Linked DNA regions of Sus scrofa: region 2 is linked to region 1. A link is a contact called in public HiChIP or PLAC-seq data. All regions are on one chromosome and are shown on one strand. The core of a region is the stretch at or near the end of the contact, and the rest is flanking DNA. Distances in the headings are between cores, read along the strand shown.

Evidence for each region. HiChIP or PLAC-seq counts read pairs in DNA pulled down with a chosen protein or histone mark.
Region 2: an H3K27ac HiChIP or PLAC-seq map of skeletal muscle shows a contact between it and region 1. The contact joins two enhancer-like sites. A contact is called at or near these places in 6 of 47 Hi-C or Micro-C datasets (brain, embryonic fibroblasts, epiblast stem cells and 3 more) and 2 of 2 datasets of contacts at active chromatin or transcription factors (alveolar macrophages and skeletal muscle).

The regions. Positions count from the first base shown.
Region 1 is chr1:77,485,999-77,492,611 of Sscrofa11.1, forward strand. TRAF3IP2 (adapter protein CIKS) reads right to left here. Exons shown (of 9, transcript XM_013992757.2): 8 at 5,517-5,591. Among named protein-coding and RNA genes, the nearest start is that of TRAF3IP2, 52 kb to the right of the region's middle. Within about 2 kb of position 1,948, at least 9 of the 83 cell types and tissues checked have an H3K27ac peak or open chromatin away from gene starts, as enhancers often do. A contact at or near this core is called in skeletal muscle, where this site is marked.
Region 2 is chr1:77,586,822-77,592,874 of Sscrofa11.1, forward strand. The region is part of intron 10 of FYN (FYN proto-oncogene, Src family tyrosine kinase); the gene reads right to left. Among named protein-coding and RNA genes, the nearest start is that of TRAF3IP2, 49 kb to the left of the region's middle. Within about 2 kb of position 2,905, at least 26 of the 83 cell types and tissues checked have an H3K27ac peak or open chromatin away from gene starts, as enhancers often do. A contact at or near this core is called in skeletal muscle, where this site is marked.

The DNA of each region.
Region 1 (6,613 bases), core at 698-3,197:
TCTAGGTTATAATATAAATTAAAGTGGTGTTCTTTGCAATTTATCAGCAAAGTTTCTTCTTATATAGTTGATAAATATTTGTCTTCCCTATGGTGACATATATGGGCTGAACTATATTGTAACACAATTGAGCCTTGTTTAAGAAGTTAGGTAGGCTGGGAGTTCCCCTTGTGGCGCAGTGGTTAACGAATCCGACTAGGAACCATGAGGTTGCGGGTTCGGTCCCTGCCCTTGCTCAGTGGGTTAACGATCTGGCGTTGCCGTGAGCTGTGGTGTAGGTTGCAGACTCGGCTAGGATCCCGCGTTGCTGTGGCTCTGGCGTAGGCCGGTGGCTGCAGCTCCGATTGGACCCCTAGCCTGGGAACCTCCATATGCCTCGGAAGTGGCCCAAGAAATAGCAAAAAAAAAAAAGACAAAAAAAAAAAAAAAAGTTAGGTAGACAGAGAAGGGAAAGCAGAAGGTCTCACTCTGCAAAAGTGTTCAGATCAGGGTATTATCTTGGGCCCCCTGCAGTCATTTCACTTTGTTCTGTGTAGAATATATATGGAATATATATATTATATAATCTGGATATAGAGAATTCCATGCTATACATATTCTATATATAATATCTATATTCACACACACATGTACATATTTTACATATGGATATGTCTGTATTTTTTTGGCTATCAATCAGATGAGCAAGATATGTATTTCCAAATTATTCATGTGAGGGTATTATTGAAGATATTTTAAAAAGAAGAAAATGTCCCTTCTGTAAAAAAAAAAAAAAAAAAAAATGCGCTTCCATTCCCTAGGAGATTATTATGAAAAAGAAAACGCAGTCATTTTTTTTTTTTTCTTTTTTCTTTTAAGGGCCGAGGTGCAGCATATGGAAGTTCTCAGGCGAGGGGTTAAATCAGAGCTGCAGGTGCTGACCTCCACCACAGCTCATGGCAATGCTGGATCCTTAAACCACTGAGCGAGACCAGGAATAGAGCCCAAATCCTCACAGACAGTATGTTGACTTCTTAACCCACTGAGTCACAACTGGAACTCCAGAAAAACTCATACGTTCTTCAGGAGTATTTAGAATTTAGTTTCTAGGTCTTAAACCTTTTAGAGTCATTAAAGAAACTTCTGTCCATGAAATTATACAAATAAGTCCCTGGAGTTTCAGAAGAGTGAAAAGATTTGCTCCGGGTCACATAGCTAGTTAGTGGCAGACCCAAGACTGGAACACAGATCTCCCAAGCCACAGTTCTAGCCTGCATTGTACATTCCCTGTCGTCACTTCATACAGTACACAGATTTTTTGACGTCTACAGCCCAGACCCTAGGAACTATGATTTTATTTAGAATCATGGTGGTGGGGAACAAAGTTTCTTTGTTTAAAAACTCTACTGCAGGAATAAACCTCCCCAGATTAAATTGAAAGGGATTGTTTAACTATCTGGCCTTAATTCTTTAGTACGAGGCAGTTCGTTACATTTGTCTAATATTATATTTAAGCAGCTTTACTGATATCCCTGGAAGCAACTGTCCATGTCAATTACTATGTATCTATCTCCTCTGAGATAAGTGACATGCAGGTTTACAAAAGAGTCAATATTTTATTATTTGTCCATGCATCAGTTTGGTCTGAGCACACCCAGCACCGGGCTAACGCGGAAAAGTAGCTCTGAGCAATGGGAGAGTGTTTGTGGTCGTTTACAGTTACAGCAACGTCACTGGTATTATCCACTTGCTGAGTGCTGAGCGCTCATTCTGGACACGGCAGACTGTTTGGTGGCCTCTGTTTCAAAGTCAAGTCCCCCAAGGTCTCAGGAGAAGAGTACTCTGCAGAACAGGTTTTCTGGGGCCAGAGGGACTGAAAACAACAGCCCTGCATGCTGCCAGCCCGCCTGATCTAGGGGTGGAGGGGTCACAAGGGGACCACCTGAAGGGTGGGCAGAGGCCCTCGGGGAGGAGCCACGTACTCTTCCTCTCTGAGCAGCCGCAGCAGGATATTTTTTTTATTCTTGGGCCAGCTGTAGATGTGAGTGTTCTGAAGCCAGGTGGGCACGTGTTCCTATGGGAGAGAGAATGACAGGAGCAAAAGCCATTAGAGAAAAACCTGGATTCCAGATCCTAGGCTCAGTTCCCACACCTCCATGGCTTTGCCCTTCTCGGGCGTCTGGTACTCAGCTCTCCTGGGAGTTGGACCGTTTTGCTTTTGGAAGGGCCGTGTGTGTGAAAGGCTCTTGGCTCCGAGCAGGCTGTGCGGCTCGTTATGGAAAGCACATGTGCCGGCATCTTCCAGCAGCCTCCCAGGCTACCTGCCCTGTGCCTTTCAGCTGCCTTTCACCACCCTCCCATAAAAGGGGTAGGACAGAGGTCATGCTGACTGATGTGAATTCCCCCGTGGCTTGCGGCAGAAGTATGCCAGGGCTGGGGGCCTAAGCTAATTCATCATCCTTTCACTCCAGCCACAGGTCTGGCCCGCAGAAGGAGCCCACCAGTTCCTAGTTATCAGGCAAGAGCAGAACCCGTAAACCAGGGACGGTGAGGGTGTAGTTGCAGACTGCCCTCAGACAGTGGACACTCTGCTGGAGAAAGACAGATAACGAATAAGTAAAAGACAGAGTGTGTTCAATACTAATACAGGCTGTAGAGAAAAATAAAACAGGGAAAGAGAAGTTCCCATCGTGGCTCAGTGGTTAACGAATCTGACAAGGAACCATGAGGTTTCGGGTTTGATCCCTGGCCTCGCTCAGTGGGTTGGGGATCCCGCATTGCCATGAGCTGTGGTGTAGGTCACAGACGTGGCTCGGATCCCATGTTGCTGTGGCTTTGGCATAGGCTGGTGGCTACAATTCCGATTCGATCCCTAGCCTGGGAATCTCCATATGCCGCAGATGTGGCCCTAGAAAAAGACAAAAAGACCAAAAACACAAACAAAAAAACAAAACTGAGAAAGGGGTAGGGAGTGCTGGGCAGGGATGAAAGATGGGCAGTTTTCAATAGGGTGTTTAGGGAGTTCCTCAGCAGGTTAAGTACCCAACTAGTATCCAAGAGGATGTGGGTTCAAGCCCTGGCCTCGTTCAGTGGGTTAAGGATCTGACATTGTCACAAGCTGCGGCACAGGTTGCAGATGTAGCTGGGATCTGGCGTTGCTGTGGCTGTGCTGTAGGCTGGCAGCTGCAGCTCTGATTTGACCCCTAACCCGAGAACTTCCTTATGCCGCAGGTGTGGCCCTAAAAATAACAAACAAGTAAATAAATATGGTGTTTAGAAATGGTCTCACTGAGAAAATAAGCAAAGACGTTAAAGAGTAGAGGGAGCAAGTTTTGAGGATGCCTGGGACCAGGCAGGTAGAAGAGCAAAGGCCCTGTGCTGGAAGCTTAACGGGCCTGTTCAAGGAGTAGCAAGGCCAGTGCAGCCAGAGAAGAGTGAATGGAAGAGAGCAGAAGGGTCCTGGAAGTAGAGAGGCTGCATCAGGTAGGGCCTCATGGATTTTCCTCTGAGTAGATGAGGACTCATCTGGGGATCCCAAGACGAGCTTGGAGGCAGCACCTGCTGCGTGTCAGGCACCCTGCTGGGCACTGAGGAAACCCAAATGAGAAAGACACAGTTACTACCTTGAGGAGTCAGGGACTTTGGATGTAGTCAAATTGTAACTATTTTCTTTTTCTTTCTTTCTTTCTTTCTTTCTTTCTTTCTTTCTTTCTTTCTTTCTTTCTTTCTTTCTTCCTTCCTTCCTTCCTTCCTTCCTTCCTTCCTTCCTTCATCCTTCCTTCCTTCCTTCCTTTCTTTCTTTCTTTCTTTCTTTCTTTCTTTATTTCTTTCTTTCTTCCTTCCTTCCTTCCTTCACCCATCCTTCCTTCCTTCCTTCCTTCCTTTCTTTCTTTCTTTCTTTCTTTCTTTTTTTGGTTTTTACGGCTGCACTTGCAGCGTATGGAGGTTCCCAGGCTAGGGGTCAGACCGGAGCTATAGCTGCCAGCCTACGCCAGAGCCACAGCAATGCAGGATCCGAGGCATGTCTGCAACTTACACCACAGCTCACAGCAACGCCGGATCCTTAACCCACTGAGCAAGGCCAGGGATCAAACCCACAACCTCATGAATCCTAGTTGGATTTGTTTCCACTGTGCCATGACGGGAACTCCCAAAATGTAACTATTTTCCAGGCAACTGCATGCCCTGAGTGCAAGGAAAAAAGGAATCGTGGCAGAAGTTTAAAAAGCATAAACAAAACCAACAAAATTGGTCTGCTTTTTCTATCACCGTGCTCCAGTAACTCGAAACAATTACTCCCAATACCGCCACCCATCACCACATGCCACCCACTCAAGGTACCATAGTTAAAGGGACTGTCTGGTATGCAGGCGTAGGGGGAGGAGAGCTCAGGAGAAGCTGCAGAGACTGGGTGCCGCCAGTCAGGGAAGGGCATTGCAAGCACAGGGAACAGAGCACAGAGGCAGAGAGGCACAAATGGGTGTGGCATGTGTGTGAGGGCATGCTGCAGCAGTCCACTGTGACCAGAGCAGAGTCGCGTGTGCATCCAGCGGCTAGAGGGGAAGCGGAGTAAGTGGGCACAGCCCCTCCTCAGGAGCCTCCGGCATCCCGCTAAGGAAGATGAATGTGATCTTGTAGTCAGGAAACTGCCACACAATTTCTAGGCTGAGGGGAGATCAGATCTACATTGTGGATGCTCCACTTTGATGGCAGAGCAGAGGCTGCTACAGGGTCAAGGTGGAGCCAGGGAGACCAGGACGGGGATCCTGCAGTGAGCACAGAGCGAGCCTGGGTGAGGGAGGGAAAGCACACTATGGGGCAGGTTGTGAACTGTGCAACCCCAGGGGGTCCCTTCCCCATAAACTGGACGTGCCCTCATCTGGAGCAGAAGTCTCAAGGCGGTCCTGGCATTGAGGGAACCTCCAGGGTGGGGCTGGGCCTGAGATTAGTGTGCCGTGGTCTGGCTGCCAAGACGTTTGCTACTCTGTTTCCTTCCCTTCACCCCGCCTGGCATGGGGCCTCGGATGTTTTTTGTCCCCATTCCTCAAATGAGCTGGCTTGCCCTTCTGGGGAAAACTCACATGAACCACAGCAAAGTTCTTTTGGTGACTGCGTAGGATTAATTCCCAGTATGCTACAGCTCTGAGAGCTGAACTCTACGAAGCAAAACACTTCTGAGGAACAGCCAGCAAAAAAAAAAAAAAAAGCCCCCATCTTGACTTTTATGTACAAGAGATAAGAAATATCAGATGAACAGTCTCTTTCTGTCTGCTGAGTTAAAACACAAACTGCTTCTTTGTGTGTGATGGCTGTCTGAACAATTAGGACAGCGATGGTCTAGGAGATAAGGCTCTAAAACCTTCCTGATTCACGCTGCTGAACCGAGTGGTACAACCTGTTGATCTTTCTGGCAACACTGCTATCTCTACGGATTGACAGAGAGTTGACGAGCTTCTCCACTTAAAATCCCAGGCAGCAAACACACCAAAGCTGCCTGGATGAGGAAATCACACAGCCTCTGCGATTTGTTTGTTTACCTTCTTAGCATTTGGGAAGAGCACAGGGATGAATCTGAAATTCATGCTGCCTTGTTTTATGAACTCGATCTGCATCTGGAACAGAAAACATTTGAAGGTTTCATTTCAGGAGTGAGGATGAGGAGTGAATGGTACACACGATCATGCAAGCCCACAGAGCATTTTTATGCTGATTTTCTCCAGTGCCAGAGATTTATAATGTTACACTCTACATCACACACCTACACCATTCGCCCATTCACCCGTCCTGTATTGAAAGCCAAGGGGAAGGGGGAAGGAGTGAGAGGGATGGGGTGCTTGGGGTTAATAGATGCAGACTGTTGCCTTTGGAATGGATTAGCAATGAGATCCTGCTGTGTAGCACTGGGAACTCTGTCTGTCACTTGTGATGGAACATGATAATGTGAGAAAAAAGAATGTATACATGTATGTGTAACTGGGTCACCATGCTATACAGTAGCAAAGTGACAGAACACTGTAAACCAGCTATAATGGGGAAAAAAAAAATCATTAAAAAAAAAAAAAGAAAAGAAAGAAAGCCTATTAAAGTCACACTCTGTGCTAGACTGGGGGTTTCAAGGACTAAGGTACCTTCTAGGGTGTGCTGAGCTGCCTCATATCAGCTCACAGAAGCTGCTCTCGGGCATCCCTTCCCAGTTCTGTGTCCAGTGACTTCACATCGGTAGTTTGCAATTGGCCATCTGAGAGTATTTAGACATGGACATGGGCAGATGCTGACAGAGAAGGATTTTTGTTTGTTTTTTGAGAACTCGTTTACCAGACACCAGGGCTGTCGTTCTGATCCGCACAAAGCCAGCAGTTTAATGAGCAGGCAGAAAGGAAAACTACCCGCCGCAGTGCAGTGTGAAAAGTCTGAACAAATTACTGTGGAAGCCCACTGGGGGCCATCCTTTTCTACATCAGCGAACTGAAGAAGTTGCAAGGGAGGTGTCATTGGGATACTAAAAGGAAAGGGGAACTTGGTCAGGCAGGGAGAATGAGGAGCGAGGGGAAGGGCAATCCCAGCAGAGGAAGCAGCATGAGCAAATGTTGGAGGCGTGAAAGACGTTCGTTCGTGGAGTTGGGACCAGCCGGGA
Region 2 (6,053 bases), core at 1,655-4,154, 100 kb after region 1:
AAAAAAAAAATCCATGGAATGAAAAGGAAACTGTCCTTTGTTTATAAGCTCTATTGATGAACTTCCTCAATTGGCTGTCCTCGCGCCTGGGGAAGCTCTGGCGCCCCACCAGCCACAATCTGACATCACGTGACCATGCTAGGCACCGTCCAGCCCCTCGACCCCCAAGTGCCCCGAGGTTTGCTGACTCTGATGGGGAGACAGGGTGTCTGTGTTTACAGATGACCTTGGACAGGCCATCTGTCATTGGAGACCTTTGTGACCTCTGGGGGGTGGGGTGGGGTGGGGGGCTGTCCGATGCTGAAACCTCAGGCTGCATGGAGCTACCAGGAGACATTCTGGGAGACTGCTAACCCCTGAGAGGTGCAGCCTCTCTGCACGCTGGCCTTCTTGACAGAACAGGAAATACCATGCTCAGGGGGAGCCGGAGGCCCTGGCCCTTTCCCCAATCACTGTCAGGCGCTCTTTTCTGGTTTCCCTTCCATTTGGGGGGCCATGTCTTGTTCTGCCATCACCTGCCAAGCCCTTGTCTGTTTCGGCTGCTCCCTGGCCCTGACTGAGTCTACCCTCTAGAATCCTCTCCAACTTCTGACCCAGTTAATTTATAAAATCAGGAACCTGAGTCCCAACCATTCAGAAACCCAGGTTTTTTCCCCCTTGCTCTCAGGAATATAATCAGCAGGACACAGCGCAGGCATGTGGCAGCCTCTTTAATTCTGGATGATAGTGGCCACCCACTGGCTAGAACCCTGCAGGACTGGCCACAGCAGCTGGGCTCAGATCACAACCCTGTCCCATGGGTAGGGGACACTCAGACTTTGGGATCTGTTGCCATCTCTCTTTGTTCTGTTGCTGCTTTTGGAGCTGGGTTTATCTGGGCTCCTGGGGCTGTCAGCCACATGCTTATCCAAAACCTTTTTAGGATGCTTTCTTATTCTCTGCCACCATACTTCCTGGAGGGGATAAAGTCCATGGATTATTCCTGCTGGGCTGAGGAAGGCTTTCAATGTAATTATCCTAATATAACCTTGCTCACATTTCAGAGTGACCCTTATTTTAGTGAGAGGTTCGGTGAGTGAGTCTGGGTCCCCCGCCTCTGTGCCCTCCCTGACTTTACCGGGGGTTCTCTTCAGTTGGATGTTTGGTCAGCTCTGTGGCTAACTGCCTTACACCCTCCTCCAACTACTGAAAACTCAAATGACAACCAGATGGGGCAGCGATCCAGAAGCAAGGGGAGAAGGGAGGGCTGCCAGGAGAGCATCCCACAGCGCTCTGGACAAATAGGGGCAGGGATGAGCATTTCCTTATCTGCAATTCCCCAATCCAACAACCTCTGCAAACCAAAAGTTCTGGGAACTCATCTCATTTGGCCATAAAATTTGACCGGGTATGAGGCTGTTGACTGTTTTTATTTCTTCATACGTATCGTTGCAGAAGTAAGAATGTGTTTGAACAGAGTGCAGTCCCAGACTCTCCTAGGGTGTTATATAAATTATGGTCTATTTTTTTTTTTTCATTTCCTTAAAGAAATGGACATCCTTAAAAAAAAATTCTGTATGGGCTTCCTTAAAAGAAAAAATTCTGACTCTGAAGCACATTCAGTCCCAAGGGCTGTGGCTGGGCAGCCGTGGCACAAGGGACAGCAGCCACCACATTCCAGCGGCCCGGAAAGGTTAGGAAGAGAGCATAAGCATGTCTCAGGACTGGCACTGTCCAAAGCATTTGCGTTGTATTTCAGCACAGCCCTTGGTTTCATAATATCTCAGAACCACACAGCCCAAACCTGCAGAAATCCCCTTATCCCCCGCCCTGCGAGGATCGAAGGGAAGATCTGACCCTCAGGTCTGACAGGTACTTATAACCTGCACCCCCCACCCCATGCCTTTTAATGCTCTCTTCTGGCCCAGGGACCGTCCAAAACGACACCCCGGAGTTTCCTGAGTCATTCTCCTCTTGCTCTGTGGTGCTTCTGTCAATAACTGTTTCGTGTTATGACAAAACGAACTGCTCAACTGGAAAGATTTCACGTATTATTTTAAAACTCTTGATTCAGTCTCCACCAGTGGAAAGTTTAATTGGCTGCTTGGGTCAAGCCCATCTTTCCAGAGCTCTGCCTGAGCCTTGGCTGCAGCTGGTGCAGTAACTTGACCATCAACATGTAGCGTCTCCCGAGGCAGCCTGCTCCCGGGGCAGTTGTGACCAGGGGCGGAGCTGGACTCAGTCCTGCTGGGGGGTGGGGGGCTGTCAGCTCCCTGGATGCATCTGCTCTCCACCTCCTTTCTGCCTGCACCCTCTTCCTGCTCCTCCTCTCACCCCTCCAGGCAGGGGTGTGCCTGGGAACGCGCTTCCTTTTTTTTCCTCTCCTTCAGTGGAGAGAATGCCAGGAGAGAAACAGAAAAGACAGAAACTTTAAAATATGGTGTAGGGACAGGTTTCAGGGAAACTCTGCCAACGATGGTTCCTAGTGGCAGTGGCAACAGAGACCGTTTTGCAACAGGAGGATGGCCTCTATCCGCCAGTGGCATCTGACCGTGGGAAGAGTCATGGTCACAAAGCTTCCCAGGGCACGTTGCCTGGTTCCCAACCTCCCCATCAGAGAAAAGGCGCAGGGCTTGGCGGCCAGAGAGGAGACTCGCTAGCTGTTTTCAGGCCAGCCCTGTCCTCCTCTGTCCCCACTGCCGTGGCTGCTGACCCTCTTGCTCTCTCGCTGGGGTGGGTCAGGAAAACGGGGCCTTTCCATGGGTCACTCTCCTAGGACACAGTCCAGTGGTATCAGTTCACAGAAAACCTGCGTCATCTGCTGTGCTGGGGTTCGATCTCAAATTCCTCTTCCCGGGATCTTCCTGTCACCCTGCAGTCAGGCTTTCCCACGTGGTTGCTGGCAGCACCATTTCTAGCCGGTCTGCCCCAAACCCTGCAGCTGAGATTCTCCTGCCAAGTGGACCGTATTCACTTCCTGCCATTATGACCCGATTATCCTTTCCAAATCATTTTGCTGGCTTCCTCTTGGTTTCTGAATTGAGGTCAGGTTTCCACTCTCACTTTCCAACCCTTCCTAGGTATGGTTGCCAGCAACGCCTACTTTCACATGTGTGTCTTCTTCCCCTTCTTTCTTTTTTTCCCTCCCTCTTTTTTTTTTTTTTTTTTTTTTTTTGCACTTTCCTATTCCTCTTCTTGAGCTACATATGAACTCAGGGGAACCTCCTTGATTTTCTTGCAGACTCTCCAAGGGAGAAAACAATTCATTTGCATTGGCCCCTTCATCACTTCTGAGTCTGTGCCTCTCAGTAGGTGCCTTGACTTCCGCTGGCCTCGGTGTCTTCTTTTGCCAACAAAACACCTCAACATCCACCGTGTTTTCTGCTGTCAGAAAAGAAGTCTTCTATGAACGGAAGGTGTTGGGCTTCATGGCTCTCGGTTTGTGCAGCTCCTTAATATGGATCTCTGAGGGGCCACCTCTGCACCATTAGGGATTTTTGCTGGTACCCGTTCAGGTCTGCATCTGGATTGGAATGAGGGGTTGCGAGAACCTGGATTTGCGTGCCAGGTGAATAATTAAGCATTTTGACAATGGGAGGGATGTTCATGTTCTCAGATATCCAGCTTTTGCAAAGCGAGCTTTCCGCTGAAAGGAAATTATACCCTATTGTGCATGAGGCTTTCCGTCAGAGGCTCCCCCTGGCTTCTCTGCATAAACCCTACAAAAAGCCCTCATGTTTACTTGTGTGCTGAGCGGTGCTGTGCGAGTGCTGAGTGCTGAGGGAGGAAGGAAGGGGAGCAAGTTAATGGTGCTTGCTCAGCATGAGCATGCTATCAGATCCTCATGTGCTCCCGTTATCTGACTGGGCAACAACTGGGACGCTTCAAGTTAGGCTGCGGTTATGAGATCAAAGTCCAGATTTTGGGCAGATAGATGCTGCTCAAAGAGAATTGCTGAAAACGAAGGCATGACTTTGAGAAGGCACAAAAATGACTAGTTTTGTTTCTCTTTCCTCATCTTAAGCAGATCGCCTCAGGACAGCTGTTTTTATTAAGCCCACGGTATTGATAAATACAGAAATGATGGCCACTCAGGTACCATAACACACGTACGTGGCTTATTTAAAGCTGACAGTACCAGTTCTTGAAGAGCTCCTTTGTCCCAGAAAAGGGGAAAGGGAAAGGGAGGGAGGGTGCCCCCTAGGAAGGCCATGGAAGCGCCCAGCCCAGCTGAGAGGGAAGAGCTGCAGAAGGCAGGACTCCCTGGCTGCCCTCCCTCCTCCTTCACCAGCACACTGGCCAAGAGAAACCTTGTAAGGGGAGGTGACAACGTGACTCCAGGGCATTACAGGCAGGATTCCTTCTGGAGAGAACACTGTGAGGAGAAGCCTGGGGACTGTGGATGGGGCAGAGGACAAAGCACCCTTGGCTGAGGTTACAGGGTTTTCCTGTGTCCCATTCTCCAGGCTGCAAAGTCCTAACCTCTTCCCACCCCCAAAAAACTCTGCTTTTGTGGGCATGCTGGGCACAGCGGGGGGAGAGAGGCGTGCAGGCGACAGTGACGGGCTGCTGAACACAGAGTCTACAGTTCAGGCTCCGTCTGAAGCATCTGGGTGGGGCAGAGGGAGGACAAAGGTGGAGGCTTCTAATTCTTTAAGGGAAGTGCTACAGATTCCCTAATTTATCTTCCTCCTCAAATCATTATCAAGTGACAAAATGCATTCATGAAAGTCAGGCAGCTGTCTCTGGTGAGATGATTTGAAAGCACTTCAAATGCATGAATAAATGTGATATGCTTAAGAGAATGTTCCTGCTTTGCCAGATCCTGCCAAATTCCCAAAGCAGGTGTTCAGCTGAGAGCCAGGGCACAGAACGGCCGGGATGTTCTGCCTAGAACAGCGCTGGGACATGGTGTTTGAACGGACCATGGGGTCAATTTCCCAGAACAGCTTTGAGGACAGAGGGTATTTTGTGGCCGGGAAAATACATGCTATATTTATGTGTGGAGATGATGAAATAGAGTCAAAAGGCTTTGCAGGCTACGGGCAAGGTCTTATTTCAGAAGCCTCATATAGGTAGAATTGTCCCCCCTCCCCGCCTCTGCTTAGACTTAAGAGTGTACTGTGGGGCACACACTGTGCTGGGCACAGGAAACATATACAAGCCCCCTTCTTCTCAGAGTTCAGAGCTACTGAGAAACAGAGACACACAAGAGCTTCAAGAGAGATGTACCCAGTGCACGGAAGCAAGCAGAAGGGCACCCCAAGAAGAGACGTGGAGAAGGCTACGCAAGGAGAGGAGGTTTGCATTGGGCTCTGAAGGATTCCAAGGTGGACAGTGGAGCAGAGCAGACAGACCTGCATGTCTGAAGGGCTCTTTTGGTGTGAAGGGTCAGGAAGTGATAACAGAGAAAGCATGTCGAGACATACCACCTGCTCAAGGCCCTCACTGACCCCTAACTCACAACAAGCACATGCAAAAGTCCTGTTCATGACCTAGGAAGGCCCTCCTGTTCCTTCTGCTCCAGCCACCCCAGCCTCACTGTGGTTCTGCAGGGCCTCTGTGGTCTGGTTCCCTCCAAAGGAAGACTCCTCTCCAGGGATGGACCCTGAGCCTCCCTTCCTTCAGGTCTTTCCTCAGATGTCCACCTCCTGGGGAGGTCCTTCCTTGCCACCCTCTATCCCCTTCCCTGGTTTATTTCTCTCCCTACACATTACCACCAACACTGGACATATTTTGCTCACTTACCTTTGCTTCTTGTCTGTCTCCTGTGAGACTCAGAAGTTTAGGAGGGAAGACGCCTTTCTTTATTGGCTCACTGCTATACTCCTGGTGCCTAAGTGGTACCCAGCATATAGCAGGTACTCAAAAAAATACATGGGGAATGATTGAAGGAAAGTGTTATAAAGGACTATGCCAAACAAGGGCTTCTGAAATGCATCTGGAAGCCAATGGGAAACAATGGATATTTTTAACTGGTAGCATAAGGTAAGTGTTTTCTAGGGTCTGTGTTTTCTAGGGTCTGTGTTTTCTAGGGTACCTCTCGGGATGATAATGATGGAATGGTGTGTGTG